Regions from separate parts of the Arachis hypogaea genome. Here region 2 is linked to region 1. The links are chromatin contacts, called in public Hi-C maps. All regions are on one chromosome and are shown on one strand. Each heading gives the region's core, a stretch centred on a gene start, on an enhancer-like site or on the middle of the called end of the contact. The rest is flanking DNA. Distances are from core to core; before and after follow the strand shown. Region 1 holds the start of LOC112715210. Region 2 has its middle 4.7 kb from the start of LOC112715212.

Region 1 (5,058 bases), core at 1,708-4,207:
CTTTAGCACCAGCTAACATCTCATCATGGAATGCTGATACTATTTGGTATATTGAAGTCCTTAGAACATCAGCAATAACATAAGCTTTTGAGTTTACTGGGCCACTTCTTCTTTTACCAGATGAAACATCCACCCTTCCACCGTTCATTGTTGCCCATCTGATACCGGCAGGTCCCAATAGCTGGTGCGGGGACTGCAGGTTTGTTTTCTTTCCCATGAAATTTTCAACAGCTAGAAGACAGGATATCAACGTTGAAATTACGGCAGCATTACTCCCAGAGAGCTGAGCAACCCCAAACTTATCTTCTTTGCGTGAACAGGCAGTCAGTGAGGCAACAGACCTTGAACACCACGTGTAAAGCTGCATATAAGTAACACAAGGTCTTAATAGGTCACGTGCAAATTCACAATGCTGAGTTAAGTGAACTTTGTTACTAGCGGCCATGATTAGTGATTACTAGGAATGGCAACTGATGACAATGGTCATTTGTGCACATTTACACACCCAAAACAAAAACATGAAATGGTTGTGCACTCATGCTATCCACCTTTAACCACTTGCAATATCCTTATCAATTTTGGCAGAATGGCAGGTAGATCGCTAATAATGATCAGACTTTTGTGGAGTCAAGTCACAAATCGTCAAAATCCTATTTCTATGCAATTCTAAAGTGGCACATGTCTCTTTACACCTCTTTCCAAAACTGTGTATGTTGGCTCCACAACTTCTAAATAAGTTTCAACTTTCAACCATACTAGATAAAAACTGAAGATAAAGTAAAGAGGGCCAACAAACACTGTAACATTGTGAATGCGCCAGGCATATACAATCCAAGATTCCTAACTTTTAAGGTTTTTGTTACTTAAGTTTAAAAATTCAGTGTAATCACAAGAACTGCCAAAACTTTCTAGTTAAACAAAGAAAAAGTTAAATGAACTAGCAAATCTTTCTAGTTGTACCAAAAAGACAAAGTTAGTTAGCTACAAGTAAACAATATAAATATAGTTAGATATGCCCATACCTGGAGAAGCTGCAATTGTTCTAAGCACTTTGAATCAATTCGTGGATCAGTTGGAGAGGATAACTGATTCGATAGCTGTGCAGGTTTGTCAACAGAATTTCCCATGCCTTCACTAAATATTGTGGCAAGTTGCTCCAGTGGCTTCAAGCACACAGCAATTACTCTTTTGTAAGTCTCACCAGTTTCTTCAAAAAATGCTGCACGCCTCCAAGTGTCAACATTTTTTTCGCATACCATACAGAGATCAAGATACGCAAGATAGCGTAGAAGAGATGTTGGATCACTCTCCTCCAAAGCTAAAAGGAGATGTTCAGTTGGATTTGTTTCTGCTGCTGCTGAACCTTTTGGAGGTGCAAATATGGATCTCTTTGTATGTAAAACCTACATAGCAATCAACAGAAACTTCAATCAGTAAGCAATAACGTTTTCCTTAATAAAAAAGACCCAGAATTCTATAACTAGTCACTAGTTCAAGGATACATATATACAGAGCTGATTACAAGTTTTTTAGAGGACAGAGTAATGCATGGCTGCTTTCAGAGTTATTTCTTTATTAATATATCACATATATTTAGTCATGAGTCACTGTGCATCTTATAATTTTCTGCAATTCCTGCATTACACAGTGAGAAGACACGACTTACATGAATGTGTGCAACTGTTTGAGTCAATAAAACATCTCAGATATAATGCTAAAATATGCTGCGTAGATCAGAATCCAATTCTAATATAGAAGAGAGATCCTAAATATCATATCTGAAGAGATATTATACATATCATGATGCTGGCACAGCATATTACTGACAAACACAAACTAGTTGAGACAAATGTGCAAATACAATAATATTGGGTTCATTAACGAAACAAAGTTACGCATCTAAATGACTAAAACCAAATGAATTACTAATATTTATAAGTAACTTGAAACAGTTAACAAATACATAAGAAGCATGTTGCAGAAACCAACCCGGTGCAAGTGATGAGTCAATTCCCAACAGAAGAAGATAGCAAAAGTGGCAATAGAAAAGACGATCTGCTCGGTGAAGTATCTCTGTAGTGAAATGATGTACTTAAATGGATGTGGGAGAAGCTCTAATAAAATAGCTGAGAAGACGGAAGCCACAATGGAAAGCTTGAGAGCGCGCCTACCAGCCGAAGGAACTCCCATTTTGAAGCTGAAGTAAGGTGGCCGCTGCACAATCAAAAGCAGTTATAGACAGAAACGCATTAAGAAGCTTTAAGTGAGGGAGATAGAGATAGAGAAAGTGACCTGAATGATGGGAAACTCCAAAACCCATCGACGCTTCAAAACGTAATGCAAACCAAAAAGTAAACCAACGAAGAAACCCCTCAACCCGACCCTTCCAATCATCCAAAAGCCCTCACCAATGGCTTGAAGCCCGCATAGGGACACCGCTGCCGCCAGACCAGAAGCTGCGGAGGCGGCCGCGAAGAGCACGAATGATAAGGAAACCTTAGCACGGGCGCGAAAGTGGGCGGAGTCGGGTGTGGCGGAGTCGGAGGGGATGAAGAGGAAGCGGAGGAGATGGGCAGCGAGTTGAAGAGGGGGGGCGGGGCGGCGGGGGTGGGGGGAGGCGATGAGGGAGAGAGTGGAGGAGAAAAGGAGGAGGGAGAAGTGGAAGGTGAGGAAGGAGAGGGAGGAAGTGAAGAGTGGCCAGAAAGAAGAAGAAGAAGAGAGGAAGGGTTTGAAGAGGAGGAAGATGAGGGTTGAGGGTATGGATTGCCAGATCAAGAAGCTCATGAAACGATTCTTCAGTAACACCTCCGGAGACGACATTGACATTGACATTGACATCTTCTACTGCTCTGCTCGAATGATTTTCAAATTAGCTTTGTATCCAACCGCCCCTTACCCCTACCACTCCTCTTTCTTCTTTTTTCTACTACTCTAGAAAGTATATATGAGAATCGAATCGGTTATCAACCCATTTTAGTCGGTGATTTATTAGTTCAATTCATGGTTCAATTGAAAAAATAGTTTTAAAACAAAATAATAAATAAATTATAAATAAATATTTTAAAATATAATTATAGTCTAAACTAAATTTTAAAATATTTTTTAAATTTAAAATATTATATAAAATATCATTAATTAAATCTATATAATCTTGTTAAAATACAAACACAAAATTTTAAATGGTTTTAAATAATTATTATTCCTACTACGGTCAAACACAATATTTTCATAAAATCCTTAAGATCGAAAAACCATAACACTAGTACTCTTTTGGTTGGTATTAGAAAACAAAACTTTAATCCTCTCAATACAGTAATTCCACATCAGATTCAAAGCAAGTAAAACCAAGGAATTCTAAATGTATATTCTAAGAAATGATGAATAAACCAAACGTGAGAGCGGTTTTCACGTAAACTAAAAGTTAGTTGACAGAGTTACATAATATAAAGCTGTCAAAATTATTATAACTAACTACATACATCAACTAAGAAGTAAGAACTTTAATCCTTTAGTCCTTCAAAACAATCAATTAAATATAATTTATAGTTCAATGAAGCCCTGTTTGCACTACATTACAAATGTTGAGTAATTATTTTGTCGATTTTTAGCAAATCGATGGTAGTTCGATTTTAATGGTCTGTGTGCGAAATTTACTCTTCTTTGCTGGTACTAATTCTTCTAAAAGTGCATCAAAATGTTTTCTATTAGATAAGTTTTAAGAATAAAAAAATTAATTAAACTTTGTAAATTGAAGAAGTCATAAAAAAGAAATAAAATTTTCAAAAGAAAAATCAATTATAAATAAAAAATAACTTGCATTGAAATTTAAAAGAAAATAATAAAATGCCTTTGATTAGAGCAAAGGACTTCAACATGAAAGATTTAAATGCAAAAGAATAAATTGAACAATGAAAATAAAAAGAACTTAGAAAATAAAATTACTTAAAATGTTAAATTTGCCTAAAAGTAAATTAAAAGAGTGAAAAGATGGAAGGAACCCTACAGAAAAGTTACTCGATTGCAGACTCGAGAATTCACTGGGATGTGAGTGTGCTTGAGTGTTTTTTCTGAGTAAAAGTTCCAACCCTTATTCCCTAACGCTTCCTAATATTTATAATCTATCTTTCGTAACTGACAATTAATTACAATCAATTACGAAATTACAGTTTTGAATGCAATCCCTCTTGGTAATCGTTTCCACCGCTTGATTATAGACATTTTCCATAATTTCCTCGCGTGATAAAAGCCCTAACTGTTCCACTACCATGACTGTTCGATTCGTCTATCGAATGTCTTATTCGATTATTTATCTCGAGTCTCTTTATTCAATTAGGCTTATTCGATCACTAAGTCAATCGAAGTCCAATCTGCGCCAATCACTTCCAACCTCACACTTACTCGTACATCTTTCTCGAGACATTGTCTCTGACTTGCTCCGAATCAATTTACTTTCATCGAAAATATTTTTCGATCAACAAATTGCCCCCTTAGATTAATGTATTTGCCTTCGATAACATTATCGGAAGATAAAATACTTAATCCAAAATTGAAAACGTCAATTTTCAAATCAGTAATAATTATTATTAAAACTCCCTATTAATATTGACTCACTTGACACGTCTCCCGAAACTAGCGCTTTCTCTCTCCGCCATTTCATCTTCCTCACAAAGTTACCTCTATTCGCATCCTTTTCACAATAATAGCTACAGTAACACTTTAAATTCATCACTCTCTCTTTTGCTCAAATCTTTCGAAACTCAGTTTTCTTTGAATCTTCCTTACACCAAGAACTTCCCCACAAAAATCCTCAATCTTTAATCTTCTTTTTCTCCAATCACCAAAGGCTTGTTTCTCTTCTCATGCTGCCACTCAAGATAAGGGCAAAGGTCCTGCAGTTACACCATCAAGTCAATGATGAAGTCATTGGTGATCCCCATTTGCAAGTTAATGATACCAGAATTTTAATCCCTTTCACAATCGGTGCAGACACGCACTGTTTCCTCGAACCAATTGAATCTGTTAAGAGAGCAAACAAAAAACTTTCTTTCTTCCCTAGCG
Region 2 (4,893 bases), core at 2,273-4,772, 360 kb after region 1:
CTGGATTTCCTTTTCTTTGACGCGGTGGAGACAACACGATTGTACGATTTACGATCTTCTACGGCAATTTCATGAATTCCAGCTTCACCAGGCACGGCAGTAGAAACGGGAACGAGAATGACCTGCAAACCCGTAAAACCATCCATTTATACGAGTAAAGACGCAATTTTTGTTACCTTGGTAGTGGTAGTAGAGGAGGCAGTAGTGCAATGGTAGAAAGAGTGATGGTAGTTGTGTGGTTAAGATTTTTTTGAAAAAAAAAGAAAAAAATAAATAAAAAAAGAGAATGTGGGTTAGAAAGAGGAGAGCGGTGACATGATAGTGTGGAGATCCAATGGCACGGTAGTTGTCTTGCCTGAAAAGACAGCGGCACAACAATGGGAGAAAGAGTGACTAGACAGAGAGAGACAGACTGATTGAGGAAGAGAGACAAATTGATTGGAGAAGAGAGAGAAGCTGACGATAGGAGAACTGAGAAGGTTAAGATTCGAAGAGAAGTGAGGAAGAAGAACTGTGCGTTGCATTAATATTTGAATTACTGTTATATTTTTTAATAGAAATTAAAAAATCTTATAATAAATTAGGTTTCTTTAAATAAAATGCAACTTTTAGTTTAGTTGTTTTATCATTGGATTTTCCAACATAAAATCCAATAGTAAAATAGCCACTTTAATTGTTCTTTATACCATTATTTATTATTGGACTTTTTGACAAAAAAAATCAATCTGACAATAATATTTTGCAGAAATTCACTTATCTTTTTACCTTGAGATTATTCAATACAAAATTTGACAGTAATTTTCTTAAAAAAATCCAATATTAAATCCAATAACATTAAACGCGTTTTCTACGATAGTTCGAATCACTTAATTTTATGTTATTATTGATGTATGACATGCCATCACTTTCGTTCACTAAAATAACAGACTTACTTAACAATTGAACACTTTTACCAAACTAATTAACCTTCCTTTCTCATTTTGATCTTTTCAAAATATCTTGTTAGCAATATATAATTTTATCCTTTAGAATTTTTATATAATATATAATACTACTTTTTAAATTTTAAAAATGAACTTCTTTTGTTTATCCTCCAAATAAAAGATTCAATTTTGGCCAAATAATACCGAAAAAAGAAATAACGTTTTGACTCTCAAAACTTATTCAAAACAAATGCACAATATTTTAGCCAAAAATATCAAACTACGCATCTATTTGATCTAGAGAGCTCCTGAATTTCATATTGAGGGAATTAAATTTTAATATACTCAAATAAGTCTTCGAAAAGATATTTTATAGGCCATTAAAAATTCTATTTTATTAGTAAATTTTTTTCTATGTAAGCATATAAAGAATTGTTCATAATTTAATTTTTTTTCTAAAATATGGCTTCCATATTTAAGGATTAAAATGTCATTTATTAGTTTTAGAGTCTCTTTTATCAAAATTGAATATTTTGTAATCAAAACTGTACTTTATTCAATTTTTAAATTATTTATATGCATGGCTCTAGCTATACTCCGGAGTAAGATTCTAAAATTAAAATTAGTTATTAAACCGTTTAAATTATTAATTTAAAAATTTAGAGATTCAATCGTGATTTAACTATAATATTATATTGTAATAAAATTTAATATTTATGTTATAAAATATAAGATAATAAAAAATAAATATTTTAACTTAAATTTAACAATAAAAATACTTTTAGTTTGCAAAATACACTATAATAGATCATAAATAAAGAGTTAAAGACATAATTAAATTAAAAGATAATATAATTCACAAAATAAGACTAAGTACAGAGAACAATAAAATAACATTTTGGTGGGTTCCTTTTAATAATATTAATGAATTATAAATTCCCATCAAAACCATAAGATTGACCGGAAAACATTTAACAGTTTGCAATAAAATTAACCTAAAAAAAGAAAATCCCAAAACAGAAAGAAACCTAAAAAGAAAGTATATACATGTGTTTTTTCTCTTTTATAGATAAATTACCAAATTTGTTCTAGTTTTTGAAGACATTAACAAAAATATCTCCACTTTTAATAACGATAAATATATCTTTAAAATATTATAAAATGTGATCAAAATAATTAATAAAAAATATTATTTTTATAATTGATAAATAACTTTTATATTAGACAAATTATTTATATATTTAATCTAAAATTTTATAGAAATAATTGGATAACTATTTAGAAAGTGTAAACAAAAAATCATATCCAAATTTAATATCTAGAATATTTTAACTTTTTAAAAATATTATAGCCTATTGACAAAAATCGGAAAAAAATTATATTTAGTATAAAATTACTATGTTTTAAGCATAAAAGTATCTCATTTTTAATTATGTTTATAAAAAATTACATCTATAATTTTTAAAGTATTTATTAAAAATATATATTTAATGTTAGATATTTTTATTATATTTTAAAATATATTAAAAATATTTTTGTCATCAGATAATATTTTGTCAGCTTCTATAAAAATTAAGGATAAATTTAGTAATTTCTCTTTATTTTATTAATAAGTAACCATGAAAAAGAAAAGCAGTGTGAAAAAATGTGAATTTAATGAGTTAAATTTTAAAATAATTTCTGAGATTAGCTTTGTGCACTAAAATCATTTTTGAGATTTTAATTGCACCAATTATATTTCTGAGATTGATAAAAGTGTACACATTAGTCCCTGACCTATTTTTCATTAACAACGTAATGACATGGCTTAATGACGTGGGCTGTTAGTGACACGTATCACTCCATGATTTGGCCACGTATAATGGTACGATGATGTGTTGATCATTGACACGTGACATGCTGATGTGGATGGTTGTGCCGCATGTCACAATGTTATTTGGTCATGTGTCTGTTTGTGCTGCGCGTCACAATAGTATTCGTCTCCGTGTCTTCTTATGTCATTATTGTAGATGCACTAAATTAGTCTCTCACTTTGCATTAAGTGACTCATTTTAATCCCTGAAATTGAATGTTGTACACCAAACTAGTTCATTCAAAGATATTGGAAATTTTGAATTTATAGAAAAAAAGAGAAAAAATTAGTGAAGGGAATAGTTGGTACACGACATGAATTTCAAGGACTAAAACGAGTCACTTAATGTAAAGTGAGTGACTAATTTGGTGCATCTACAATAATGACATAGCAGATGATACGTGGGCGAATATTATTGAGACACTTGACACAGACCAACACATAACCCAAATAGCATTATAAAAAGTGGCACAACTGTCTATGTCAACATGCCACGTGTTACTGGTCAACACATCATTATATCATTATATTTGCCCAAACCATGGAGTGAAATAGTCTATATCATCAAGCTATGTCATCACGCTATTAACATAAAATAAGCCAGGAATTAACATAATACATTTTTGTCAATTTTAGAAACGTAGTCAGTACAATTAGAATTTTAAAAATAATTTGGATGCATGATACCAATTCCAAGAACTCTTTTGGAATTTAACTCGAATTTAATAGACCTTAATTCCATACAGTGTTGGGCTATTGGCTAACTCACGAAACTCCTTCTTCAGCCATTAACCAATTCCTTAGACCGTCTTCAACAATAGAAAAACCAATGTTTTAAACACTGAACCCAATCAGTTGATTCAAACGGGTTAATTGAAAATTCACCTTCTAGAAGTCTAGTCCAATTCATACATAAAATAGATTTGCAAAAAGTCAAGTAAAAAAATTGATCAAATTTATAGTATACTAACCAACTGGTTAAACTAGCACAAATTTTTTCGATTTAGATCTTATAAAAAAATTATACCAAAATATGACAAATTTAGAACTTTAAAACTGCAATCTCATAATTACAAATAAAATTAATACGACAAATCTTTTTTTTATAGTTAGGTTCTTTGCTGATAGATCTTCTTTTGGCACATCTGCTTCTGCCTTTAGGAACGAACCTAAGTAAAACTTAAAGGAGGCACTTACCCCACTAGATTATGAAAAAACTTTATAATTATATTTTTTTTTTGACTTAAAATTAATAATTATATTTATACATACATATATATATATATATATATATATATATATATATATATATATATATATATATATATATATATGTCACCATTGATATGTTAATTTTGCTCCCATAATAAATTTCAAAAGATCTTTTTGAAGTTTATGTTTTTAAAAAAATTGTATTTTATTAAACTTAGGCAATAATATTTATCTTATTAAATTTTATTTAGTATAAAACTAAAAAATAACTAATAAATTAACATAATAATTAAATATTAATATATTAATAGGTATTAACGTGGCTATTTATTTATTTTTTTATTTATTAAATGTGTATCAAAATAATAAAAACAGAATTAGTTATTATGACAAATTACTTATAATTTAATTAAGAGATTTTGAGTCAAATCCTGAAATTAATTAGCCAAAAAAATGTTTTATTTTTATATATTATATATAAAGAGATGGTAGTTTAGGAAAAAAACTTGTACAAATAACTTTTTCTAATTTTCATATTCCATTATATATAATATAAATATGGACATTTGATAAAAATTATATTGTTGTATTTTTATTCTTACTACTAAAATTTTTTGGGTTTATTACTGTCCGTTTCTATCCAGATATAATTCACTATCACTACGCTAGTTCATTGTCTTCTGGTGGTTCACAATAACCACTATGGCGGTAGATCAAGGCGTAACGATAATGAAAGTAAAGTAACAAGATCGTCCTGTGTTGTTGGCAATGGTGCAACATTTGACAATGAAAGTAGAGTATAGGAGGCGACGACGAAGGAGATATAACATTAGAACTTGGCTTGTAGAGAAAAATAGATGACAGTCGAAGAGATTATAATTTAAAATCTTTTTTAGGTTAAAGAGT

The links. A called contact is a pair of places that touch in the nucleus more often than the background predicts.
Region 2: a Hi-C map of leaf shows a contact between it and region 1, with 2.1 times the contacts expected there. The contact joins the enhancer-like site here to the promoter of LOC112715210 in region 1. A contact is called at or near these places in 2 of 8 Hi-C or Micro-C datasets (leaf and an unstated tissue).

The regions. Positions count from the first base shown.
Region 1 is chr10:13,838,349-13,843,406 of arahy.Tifrunner.gnm2.J5K5, forward strand. It overlaps LOC112715210, which reads right to left and starts at 2,958. Exons shown (of 4, transcript XM_025766974.3): 1 at 2,293-2,958; 2 at 1,990-2,214; 3 at 1,023-1,403; 4 at 1-361. The coding sequence starts at 2,838.
Region 2 is chr10:14,194,974-14,199,866 of arahy.Tifrunner.gnm2.J5K5, forward strand. No RefSeq gene overlaps it. Among protein-coding and RNA genes, the nearest start is that of LOC112715212, 4.7 kb to the right of the region's middle. Within about 2 kb of position 3,523, at least 1 of the 3 cell types and tissues checked has open chromatin away from gene starts, as enhancers often do.